Regions from separate parts of the Gossypium arboreum genome. Here region 1 is linked to region 2. Evidence: chromatin contacts called from public Hi-C data. All regions are on one chromosome and are shown on one strand. The core of a region is the stretch at or near the end of the contact, and the rest is flanking DNA. Distances in the headings are between cores, read along the strand shown. Region 1 holds the start of LOC128285281 (a long non-coding RNA gene). Region 2 holds the start of LOC108477784 (basic leucine zipper 4-like).

Region 1 (5,908 bases), core at 3,093-5,592, 300 kb after region 2:
GTAAAGGAATGTAAAAAACACACACACGCACAAATTGCATATACTACAACAAAACAACCCTACCGCGACACTTTTTTTAACCTAAGACGACGCAAAAAAAGTTGGCATAGGTTTCACGACGCTTCCAAAAAGGTTGTCTATAGTACAGTCGGCATAGGCTCTGCGACGCTTTTGAAAAAGCGTTGGCATAAATCAAAATAAGCCGACCCTTATTGAAGGGTTGTGAAAGGCTTAGTCAATGCCAACCTTTAAAAAATGTTGGGATAGACCAATCTAAGGCAACCCTTAAAAAAGGTTGGATAGACTCATTTAAGGTAACCTTAAAAAGGTTGGGATAGACCTTGTCTAAGGCAACCATTAAAAAAGGTTGGGATAGACTTGTTTAAGGTAACCTTAAGACAATTGGGATAAACCTTGTCTAAGGTAGCCCTTAAAAAAATTTGGGATAGACTCGTCTAAAGCAACCCTAAAAAGGTTGAGATAGACCTTGTCTAAGGCAACCTTTAAAAAGGTTGAGACAAAGCCGTCTAATACAACCTTAAAAAGGTTAGGATATGCCTTGTCTAAGACAACTTTTAAAAAGGTTGGGATAGACCAGTCTAAGGTAGCCTTTAAAAGATTGGGATAAACCCGTTTAAAACAATCTTAAAAAGGTTGGAATAAACACGTGTAAGGAATTTTTTTTATTTTTTATTGTTTCAATATTAATATATTTTCATAAGCATTTACAGTGAATAGAAATTGTGCTTTAAATACAACTAAAAATATTCAATCAAAATTAAAATAAAGGTTGAATATTCATTACAAAAATCAATCCAATATCAAAATACACTAACATTTAGTCAAAATGTATACCACCAACATTCAACCGACGTACAAAAGTAAACAAACAAAAAAGTTCCTAAGACGATGGAAATTGATATTGATGTTATACAACATAACAGCTAATACAGTCTGAAATTGCAACTTCAATTCCAAGAAACTCTGCTGATCTCTTATTTCTACAAGGGTAGCCTCAGGTAGTGAAACATCTCCAGATCCAAGACTACCAAAAACCCTAAAAATCCTTTTTGTTTACTACCTACTTGTAACATATGCAGTCTTCTTTCATTTCACCATTATTGCTTCCAAACTCTTCACTATATTTAGCGTTATCCCTCAAGCCCCAACCTTGTTGTAAGTCAATTGCAGACCTCATTCAACCTTACAAATTCAAAGGTGCACTAGATAGGAAATAAAAAATAACATGAAACAGCATACCTCTTCCTTTAGAAGATTATCAAGTTCCTTTGGATTAACAACTTCAAGCCCTTCATATCCCAGTAAACTGTTCAAACAGGAAATTGAAATTATGTTCCTTTGGGTGACATAAAAGGCTTAATATGAAACTAGTAGCTTGTGTGAAACTAATTGTTAAAAAAATAACAAGCTAACATGATATTACACATAATAATATGTTTGTCATGTTATATTTATCGATATAATTATACTTGTTATGCATGTAAATTTTCAAACTAATCCAATAGTTCTATCATTTCGATCTTAAAATGTATATATTAATATTTATTGAACGGTTAATTTTTTTACATAAAATAAAGAATAGAAAATTAATTTACGTCAAAATTAACTTACATAATCTATATAAATAAAATATGAAATATGACGACTAGATTATTAAAATATTAATTATAAAAAAAATTTAATTTTACAACAGTATAATTAGAGGTGATCATGGGTGAAATTTGGGCCAGATAAAATTTTAGGCCCAGGCTCGGCTCGGCCCGAAATATGGGCCTAAAAATTTGTCCAAGCCCGGCCCGAAATAAAATTGCTAAGCCCGAGCCCGGCTCGACCAGACCCATATTAATTTTTTTTGCTTATTTTATTAAATAAAAAAATTTAAATATATAATAAATCAAATATATTTAAAAACATAAAAACAAATATTAAAACAAATAAAAATGATACTAAAATAATTCTTAAAATAATACACAAATTGACAATATAATAAAAAATGGTTATATTAAAAATTTAAAATGATTAAAAATAAAATAAAATATATATTAATATATAATTCAGGCCGGGCCCGGGTCAAAAAACTCTTACCTGAGGCCCGGCCTATTTTCTAAACAGGCCTCATTTTTTTGCCAAAGCCTATTTTTCGGGCTTATATTTTTACCCAAACCCTCCCATTTTTTGGGCGGGCCTTCAGGCCGGGCCGGGCCAGGCCGCCCAGCCATTATCAGCTCTAAGAATAATAGATCCCTCTCCTATTATATTTTAATTTTCCCTAAAACATTGCCAAGATCCATATTGAATTTCATCACATTATTTAAGCATCATGAAGTAGCCAACAAAAAACTACAAATCACTTCATTATCAATTATAAGCAGAAAAAGACAACAGAACCACTTATGAAAAAAATAACAAAACTATTTGATTGTAAAATTGTCTCTCAAGTTTATGAACATTTCTTAGGTCTAATACAGTTTTATCCAACCTGGAATTTTAACATGTTTTTCTCTATCAACAAACGTCTATCAAGATAGCATTATTGATATCATAAAATTTATTCACTATCTCATCTTAAAAGCCAAAAGAGGAAAAATAAAATACTATCTTCCTACAAAGAAATTGTGCAACTTCGCAAGTAATAATCACATAGGGGGAAGCGAGCCAGGAAAGAGAAAATAATACAAATGGAAATGGCAGATAACAAAACCACAACATAATAAAATAGCATTACTAGCATGAAAACTGCATCCAAAAGGCATTAATACATAGTCAAACATAGAGGAGAGAGGAATTACAGAATCATCAAAAACAACAAGGGTTGAACATCTATATAAAGGTAAAGTTCAGCAACTCTGACCTTTTATTAATGTATGCCAATAGTCTATTTGTAAGATAGCAAACTGTATACGATGGATATTTACTTCGAACTCTAGAAATGTGATCCAAAAGTGTGTCACTAGTTACTAGATCACAAAACTCTACAGCCTCAAATACAATTAATACATACTGAATCTCTAGTCCTTCAGGAGAAAGCTGCAAAAAGAAAAGTAGATGATCTATGTCAAGAAACAGTTGGTAAAGGTTTTCTTTTCTTTTTTGTTTACAAGAAAATAATTGAATAATACCCAACTGATAGATAAAAGAAGCAAAACTCCCAAATTAAAAAATATTTTGAAAGCCTGTTATCGAGCAATTATTTTTGTCGGAATTTATCAGTAACATACGATACAATGCGTTTTCACTATACTGAATATCATCTAAAAGCATATTTTTGCACCTTAGAAGCACTAAACCTAACCAACAATTGCAACATATTTGACAGTCAAGTTCAGCATGAAAAGTCTAGGAAAATATAACATGTATAAATTTTTAAAGGTGAGCCCAGCCAACATGATTAGGTAATAAGGTATAAGCTACACAAAAAAATAGAGTCCAATGGTACTAAACAGTTAACACCACCATATCAAAAAAATTAACCAAAATTTTCAAGTAAATAAATAGGAGAAAAAGAGAAGAAAAGAAGCAGAATTAATTTAAAAGCTCACTCTGATCCTGAGACCATGGATGGTTAGTACAATATAATATGTTATAGACGACATTTAAAAAAATCAACTCAAACCGCCCAGTGTAAAGATAAATCAAATTCTGACCATAGAATTAAGAAATTCATTAAATCCAAATTGCTAGCATAAAATTACCAAGAGATTCTGCTGTGAATGGGCCACAAAGCACCACCATCAACATAAAGAGGATCAGATCAATGGGCCAACAGCAAACACGAGACCCAACCGCAACCGCAAGACACCTCAGAGATTCAATGATTTTGTTATAGGAGCCTTGTCAGCAGAGGAGTAACGACTTAGAGTACAAAAGGACAAAGGAATGATGAAAGATGTAGGCAATTCTATTGTAAACACTGAAAAATTCTGTTTTTCTCATCTCCTTCTTCTTCTTAGATATTGGTTATTTTATGTTTACTTTAGCAACAATCTGCTGCAATTGAAATAAACCATTCTCTTAGCTCGTTTCTTCCTTCTAGTGTTATACTACTTGTGATTGCAGGAAATTAATCCACTCCATTTGGTGCTTTCATTGACCATCCGCTTAGATGGCTGATGGTACCCGCCTGAAGGTCCTCGATGAGGCAGTAAAATTGGTTCAAGAATCCCAATCCACCATCCGCAAAGAACTCGACTCCTTGACTTCTTCCTTTGCATCTCACCAACAAATGCTTCAGGAAATTTTAAACCGTCTTCCTACCTCTCTACCGACTTCTACCTCTAAATCTACTTCCGGCCTTTCGTCAACTCAGATTTCGACTCCCTTGGGCACTCATAAACCCTCTTCAATTCAATTTTCTCACTTCTCCGGAGAGAACCCTGATAGATGGGTCTTGCAAGCCAAACGCTATTTTTCCTTTTACAACATCCATGAAAATGACCAACTGACTATCGCTTCTTTCTATCTGGATGATGCAGCTGCTGAATGGTATGATTGGATGTATCGTAACAAACAACTTACTGGTTGGTCTCATTTCACTTCCACCCTCATTAAAAGGTTCCAACCTCGTGATTTAGAATCCCCGGAAGGCCAACTTCCCAAACTACAGCAAACTACCACAGTCAGTGACTATCGTGCTTGTAGAGGCCCAAATTTGCCCGGCCCAACAAATTAAAATCAAACTTAAATCCTACCCAATTCACAAACCCAATTACAAAATCAGACCCAAAACTAAGCCCAAATAATAAAAACCCTAGCCCAATACAACCTAAACTTATTTAAAAAAAAAAAAAGACAACCCTAGCCACTTTGCTTCCCACTTGTACCTACTCTACCACCTTGCCTCCCACTTGCACCTACTCCACCACCTTGCCTCCCACTTGCACCTACGCCATCAAATAGAGAAGAGACATAGAATGATAAGAAATGTATGTAAGATGGCTATAAAAGCAAAACCAAAAGTCCATTGTAAAAAAAGGAGAGGAGGAAAGAATTATATTTTTGAAAGGTTTTTTGGATACAAAAAAAAAGAGAAGAATGTAAAAGCAAAAGGTTTGCAAGCAAAAATCAAATAAAAAAGCGAGTATTGAAGAAGAAAAAATTCAAACGCGTTAAGGTTTTATTTCTTTTTCCTTTTATTTTCACTTTTTTGTACATATAAACATTTTTCTTTTTTTCTTTTCTTTCAAAAATAGTATACATATATTTAGATATAAAATAAAAAGAAAACAAAAATAATACATTTTTAAATTTTACCATCACAAGACGGTGGCGTGATGACAAGTAAAGGCAGTGACAAGTCTTGTCCGGCCTTTGAGTCTTAATAGGACCATGGTAGGAATGGGGAGAGAGGAGAGAGTTGAGAGCTTTGTTTTATTTTTTATTTTTTATTTTTACTATTATTTATATTATTATTATTTCTCATGTATATATTATTATTTATATTATTATTATATTATATATACACTCTCCATATTTATTTATATTATTACTATTATTATTGTTACTTCTATTATTTTTATTTCGACTACTATTATTATATATATATATCATTGTTTGTATTATTATTATTATTATTATTTTCACCCTATTGTTATTACTTTACTTTTGTATTCTAATATATTATTAATATTACTCATATTTTCATTATTTTTGCTATTACTATTATTATTATTATATATTAGTGTATATTTTATGTATATATATATTTATATATAGTATTGTTTTTATTACTTTAATTTAATATTTTTATTATATTTGCTTTTTATTTCTATATTTATTATTATATTATTATTATTATATAGTAGTGGGTATTTCTATTATATACATATATATATTTTTATATATAGTATTATTATTTACTTTACTTTAATATTATTATTATTATCATTAT
Region 2 (5,798 bases), core at 1,331-3,830:
ATCGACAAATATTGTAGAAATCATGTCATTTTCATACATGATTTTTAAGTTAGCCCATTTTCGTAATTAATCAAAAAAATTTAGAGTACTTTTATTAAAAAAAAAAACCATATTATCACCTTAGAAATTTCATGAGCTTTCTTTATAAACTTATGTGATTTGGGGGAGAAATTAGATTGATGGTTGAATTAGTCAAATAATTAGTTTAATCTATTCAATCGAATCATTTGATTCGATTAAATAAATTATTAAAAATTTTAAAAAAAATATTTAAAAATTAAAAACCTGGTGCAATTCAAATAACCTTGATACAAAGTTGTTTTCCATTGCTTTTGCAAAATCAAAAGTGTTTTTCCATAATAGAAGTAACAGAGAATATTTAACTTCTCAATAAAATTTTTTTTTCCAAAAAGTAACTTTCAATTCAAATGTAAAAGTTGATATTTAGGTAATTTAGTTTTTTTTTAAATTTTATTTTAAAGTGAAATTATTAAAATATCATTATTTATATTGATTATTTAAAAGTAAATAATAATTAAATTAATTTATATTTTATGAATCTTTATATTAATTTAAATATTATTTATTGTTTTATTTATATTTTAAAATATTTTATGTATCATTAATTTTACAACCAAATTATATTAATTACTTAAAAATTATATTTCATTTGTTATTGATATAGATTTAGTTTCAAATATTTTATCTTTTAACTATAATTTTTACAACTAAAAATGAAGCAATCAGAAGAAGTAAATAAGTGGGGTGCACCCAGTAGTATGTTGGATTTGTGGCAAACGCAATCAAGAATTGTGGATGAACACAGAAGGTGCAAGATCTTTTGTGGCTCAAGTGGGAAGATATTTATATTCTCTTCTTTTATTGAAGGAAGGATGATAAAGTGATTGGATTGGGGTTTAGTGGGAAGATCTCCACGCTCATCATAAAACTAAACTTAATTAAAAATAGGTGATCTAAATTCTAGTGGTAGTCCATACATCCTTCATTTCTCTATCACATCTTCTTTACATTTTATTATAATCTAAATTTATTTCTGAAATATAGTTGAATTTTTTGGGGCCGCAAGGGGATTCATCATTAGCCGTTAAAACCTTTCCTTCACTGTTAATTTTAGCATATTCTATTTCACTTTATGCCAAAGGGAAGGACAACCTTACCCTTCAATAACTTCTTTTTGTTTTTGTTAGGAGCATAATCAAATTCAGCCGAGCCTAAATATTATTAAGTTCCAACTTGATTTAAAATTTAAAGTTTAATATTTAACTCGAATTTGATCAAAGATATATTTTTAAGTTCGAGATCGATTAAATTTATTTATCAATTTTTGTATTCAAATTTGAACTCAACTTAATAATTACATAATTTAACAAAATAAAAAAAATAAAAAGCTCAATATAACTTGTGAACTGTTCAAATCAAGTATTATTAAGTTCGAATTTAATTTAATAATTATCGAATCAAATTTAAATAGTTTACCAACACCAATATATTTTATCATATATAATATTAGAGCAAGGGTATCTTAGAAACCCAATGGAGTGATGAAATGAAACCCAAAATTAAATGATAACTTTGAGACATTAGGATGAGATATACAAAATAATAAAAAAGTAAGTTTCAATGATTTGCTATATTGCATAGTGGGAGGGATTTTTCAAAGCTAACAATAAAAAAGAAGAAAACAAAAATAACGTTGACAAAAACCAAACACTGACTCAACTTATTTCTACACTATAATACTCTGTGGTTTCGTATCTCTTTAGCAAAAAAGGAAGACAGAAAAAAAACCCATCCATTTTCTTTCTCTAACACCATTTTAATTTACAGAAAGAGATAGCTAGTTTCTCGCTTTTGGAGAGAAATTTAATGTAGTTTTATTGTGAAGTTTAATATATGTATGCGTTTAGATGATTAATGGTGGTGGAATTTGTTCGGACATGACAGTCACATTATTGCATGGCCATGCAGATGAAAACTGCTGCAGCTGCTTGAATAGCAAATTTTGATGCATGTCCGACAATTTTTGTCGGAGCAGAGTGGACTCGGATCGGAGGCGGTCGTTGTCAGTCCTTACACGATGACAGTGGTACAAAAGGAACCTCAAACGGTAAGTCAGTTCTCGGTTCTCGATTCTAAGCCGGTTCGCCTGGTTCCTTAGGTTTTCTAAATGCTTCTGTTTACGCATCCGTGACCTCCTGGCCGATTCCCGGTTCGATATCATGCGTCTTCTCTTTCGTTCATCGATGATGGAAAGCGTTTTGTTTGATTCGTCCAAACCGGAATTGGAGTGAGTTTGGGTTTGGGTTTGGGTTTGGTTCAGTTCAGTCGAAGCGGAACCGGACCGAGCGGGTCCTACTGATTGGGTAGTGGAAAAAAGTTGGGAGCAATCCCAAGCGCTTTGGAGAGAGGGAAATGGATCACTTTCCATCATGGGATTGGAGGAAATAATGGCCGGAACAGTGGACAACATGGCTTCCTTTAAGAATAACAAACATACATGGGGAAAGAAGAGGAGGAGAAAAGGGAAGAAATGCAGCGTAGGAGGCCTGTATTTATGGGCAGCTTAAGGGTAGTTTGGTAATATTATCAATAAAGTAGAGTTAATTAAAAAGCCATTTATTTAGGTGATGGGTGGGAGTAGATAGATGGTTCAAGTCTCCATCAGATCAAAAGCATTCGATCATGTCCATCTATGAGGCCTACTTTTAAATTTTTATTATAATTTAATCAAACTTTTCTGGGGCGGCATCATTACCCCATAATTAATTTAATTCAACTAATGAACAGGAATGTGAAAGAAATTTAAGTTCCTGCTTCTTAGGAAGTTCCTGAATGTAAGGAACATCACATAAATTCCTACTTCCTCATAGTCATGGATCATTTTCCAAAATTTTCAACAAAGTTCAGTACAATGTTATGCCATAAGGTGTGTGTTTCAACCAAGGATTTAGAGTGTTGTTTCGGTAATAATAATATAGTAATTAATTTTTTTTTGAGGAATTTGATATCCGATTTATTTTACATAATTTTAGTTTTTTTTTAAATTATTTGGTTAAAATATTTATAATTTTACAAATCTAATGATATTCATATTGAATATTTTCTATATTATTAATTTTCTTTTATAATTATATTTTTAGTTTGTAAAATTTCATTATTTCAAGTTTTCATAGAAGAACTATTTATCCAAACTAATCAATTACAATTATTACCATTTTGATTTTATGAATTCTAAAATACTAACATTTTAAAAATCTCTAAAATTTAAAATTCTTCGCCCAACCTCACTCTTAAAAGTTTAAACATAAACATATGTATTTAGTATATAAATCAGATTATATACAACAATTAAGGGTAAATTATAAAATAGTCACCTAACTATGTCTTTAGTTCTATTTTAGTCACCTAGCTATTGTTTTTTTATTTAATCACTAAACTTTTAGAAATTAAATAATTTAATCATTCCCCCATTAGTTGCCGTTAGATGAGTGACGGAAAGCCCTTTTTTTATTAGTCTAATAACAAATTCAACCCTCTAATGTTTAGGCATTCTATTAATTTGATCTTAAATATTAAAAAAATTCAAAAAATTTAACCCTTAATGTTTACAAAATTATGTTCAAATTCTAAAAAATCCAATAACTTTAACCTTCATTGTAACGCCTCAAAATTTTAAACTTTTGTTTGTTAAATTTAGTCATAAGATATGTATTTACTTCAGTGGTTTGGAGCATTGATTGTGCGTTTGAGATTAGGGATTTAAGTCCCACTATTGGAAATTTTTGTTATCTTTTTTACTCAACCTTTGTCTTTGAACTCTCAACTTAAGTTTAATTCTATGTAAATTTATATTAACAATGGGCTTACTGGTTCAGTGGTAAAGCTTTAACTAATTCTTTAGTTTTGCGTTCAAGTCTCTATGGAAGCAATAAGGAAATGTTTGGCATTTTTTTTTTAAATAAATAAGTTTTGTTTTTTAAATCACTTAATCAATTTATTTTTTCTCCACTTTTTTATTTTTATTTTTCCCAAAATTTGTCGATTTTTTGTTCCCTTTTGTTTTCCTTGTGTTTTCTTTTTAGTTTCTTTTCTTTTACTTTTGCTTCAATTCTTGACATTAGTGTGGGAATTCTTCGCTCGATATACTGTTAGGTGTTCTAATTCATTCGGGTAAGTGTGTAATTCTATTTATAGATTATTAGTTTAGTGAATTTTTCAGTTTGTTTCTTGAGATCTTTGTAAAGATTGATTCTTCGTTGGTTGTTGGTTTAATTGGTTTGTTCGAATCAGGAGAGGAGTGAGCGACGTCTAATGTTTCTCCAACAAATTAAGCTTTGTGTAATTGCTGCTTGTTTATCGGTAAACGTTAGTTTTCATTTTGAGGATTTTTTGTCGAAGTTCTTAAATGTAACTACGGTTTTAGATGTTAATTCTAGTGATTTGATTGTGAATAAATGGTCTGATTGGTCACTTGAATGTCGTTTTTAGGTTCTAGAATCAGCATTTTTGCTTCTACATCGAATTCGTATCAAGTGTTTAATGAAAACCCAAGAAATCAGCGAATAGAGAAAGCCATAATTGGGATTGCAGACTCCACACGGCTGTGTGCCAAGTCATGTATCAGAGCATGCAACTTTCTGACTTGAGTCACACGAGCGTGTGTTAGGCCGGGTGCTAGACCGTGTAACTCTTTGACTTGAGTCACATGACAGTGTGACAAACTGTGTGAGGCACTGATATGAGCCACACGGTCGTGTGTCAGGCCGTGTGGGCCACAAGGGCCAGCCAAGTAGGCCATGTAAATCCACATGGGTTTGTGGGCCAAAATTTTGAAATTCTTCTTAGAACCGTAAACATCATTCTAATCGAACGTAGGCCTTCTGTAGGGTCTGTATGATCTGGATTAAGCTGTAAAACTTGCTATCTGATGATCTATTGGCGTATAATTTGTTTTTGTATATATGTCTTATATGATATCTGCTAAGTAAGTATGATATGAATTATTTAAGTATGTTCTGAATTTGTATCACTATATACCTATCTCTGTTATCTGTTAGTTCTGCATATGCATTGGGATGGGATTTGCATTAAAGAAGGAAGTGTGGGCAGTTTAATAATTTGTCGACTCTGTTGACTAAGCCACATACATATATGATTCTAGCAATTTATCGCACTCTAATTTGGAAGCTAGCCTGCAAATAATCTGAAATGTGACATATAGTCACTATGCGGTATGTAGGGATGGATGAGTACTTGATACCCTATATAGTGTGTAGCGATGCTTGGAGATAGTGTGTAGTGGATGGGGGTAAGATTTGAATCTATTTCTGATATGCTCTACATTTGTATCTAATATACGTTGTTTCTGATTTTGGTTTTGATTCTAAAATCTGTCTGAATAAAGATCCAAAAGCATGTCTAAGATCATTTTTGTTAAATTGTTTAAACATGTTACACACAGAGCTTGCAAGCTCTTTTTATTTGTTTGTTTGGATTTCAAGTAACCCTTAGACTTAGGCAAGTTGGCGTATCAAGAGCTCAGCCTTTTCGTTTAGTCGTTCTACTATTTTAACTGGATTTATACTATTGCAAACTTTTGGAATGTTGTTTTTAAAAGATGGGATCCTTATGGTTTGTTTACAAATGTTTAAATGATTTTGGATTGCTTGAATTTTAATTATATAAGTTGAACGTCTCAAAAATGGTTTAGTGTAACTCTCTAGATTTAACTATGATGTTTAGGCCGGGTTCAAGGTGTTACATTCAATATTTGTAAA

Evidence for each region. A called contact is a pair of places that touch in the nucleus more often than the background predicts.
Region 1: a Hi-C map of leaf shows a contact between it and region 2, with 2.9 times the contacts expected there. The contact joins the enhancer-like site here to the promoter of LOC108477784 in region 2. A contact is called at or near these places in 2 of 5 Hi-C or Micro-C datasets (both in leaf).

What each region holds. Positions count from the first base shown.
Region 1 is chr12:46,166,124-46,172,031 of ASM2569848v2, forward strand. LOC128285281 (a long non-coding RNA gene) reads right to left here and starts at 1,303. Exons shown (of 2, transcript XR_008275752.1): 1 at 1,261-1,303; 2 at 802-1,170. Within about 2 kb of position 4,343, at least 2 of the 2 cell types and tissues checked have an H3K27ac peak or open chromatin away from gene starts, as enhancers often do. A contact at or near this core is called in leaf, where this site is marked.
Region 2 is chr12:45,865,335-45,871,132 of ASM2569848v2, forward strand. LOC108477784 (basic leucine zipper 4-like) reads right to left here and starts at 2,581. Exons shown (of 1, transcript XM_017780278.2): 1 at 1,637-2,581. The coding sequence starts at 2,491. The coding sequence ends at 1,925.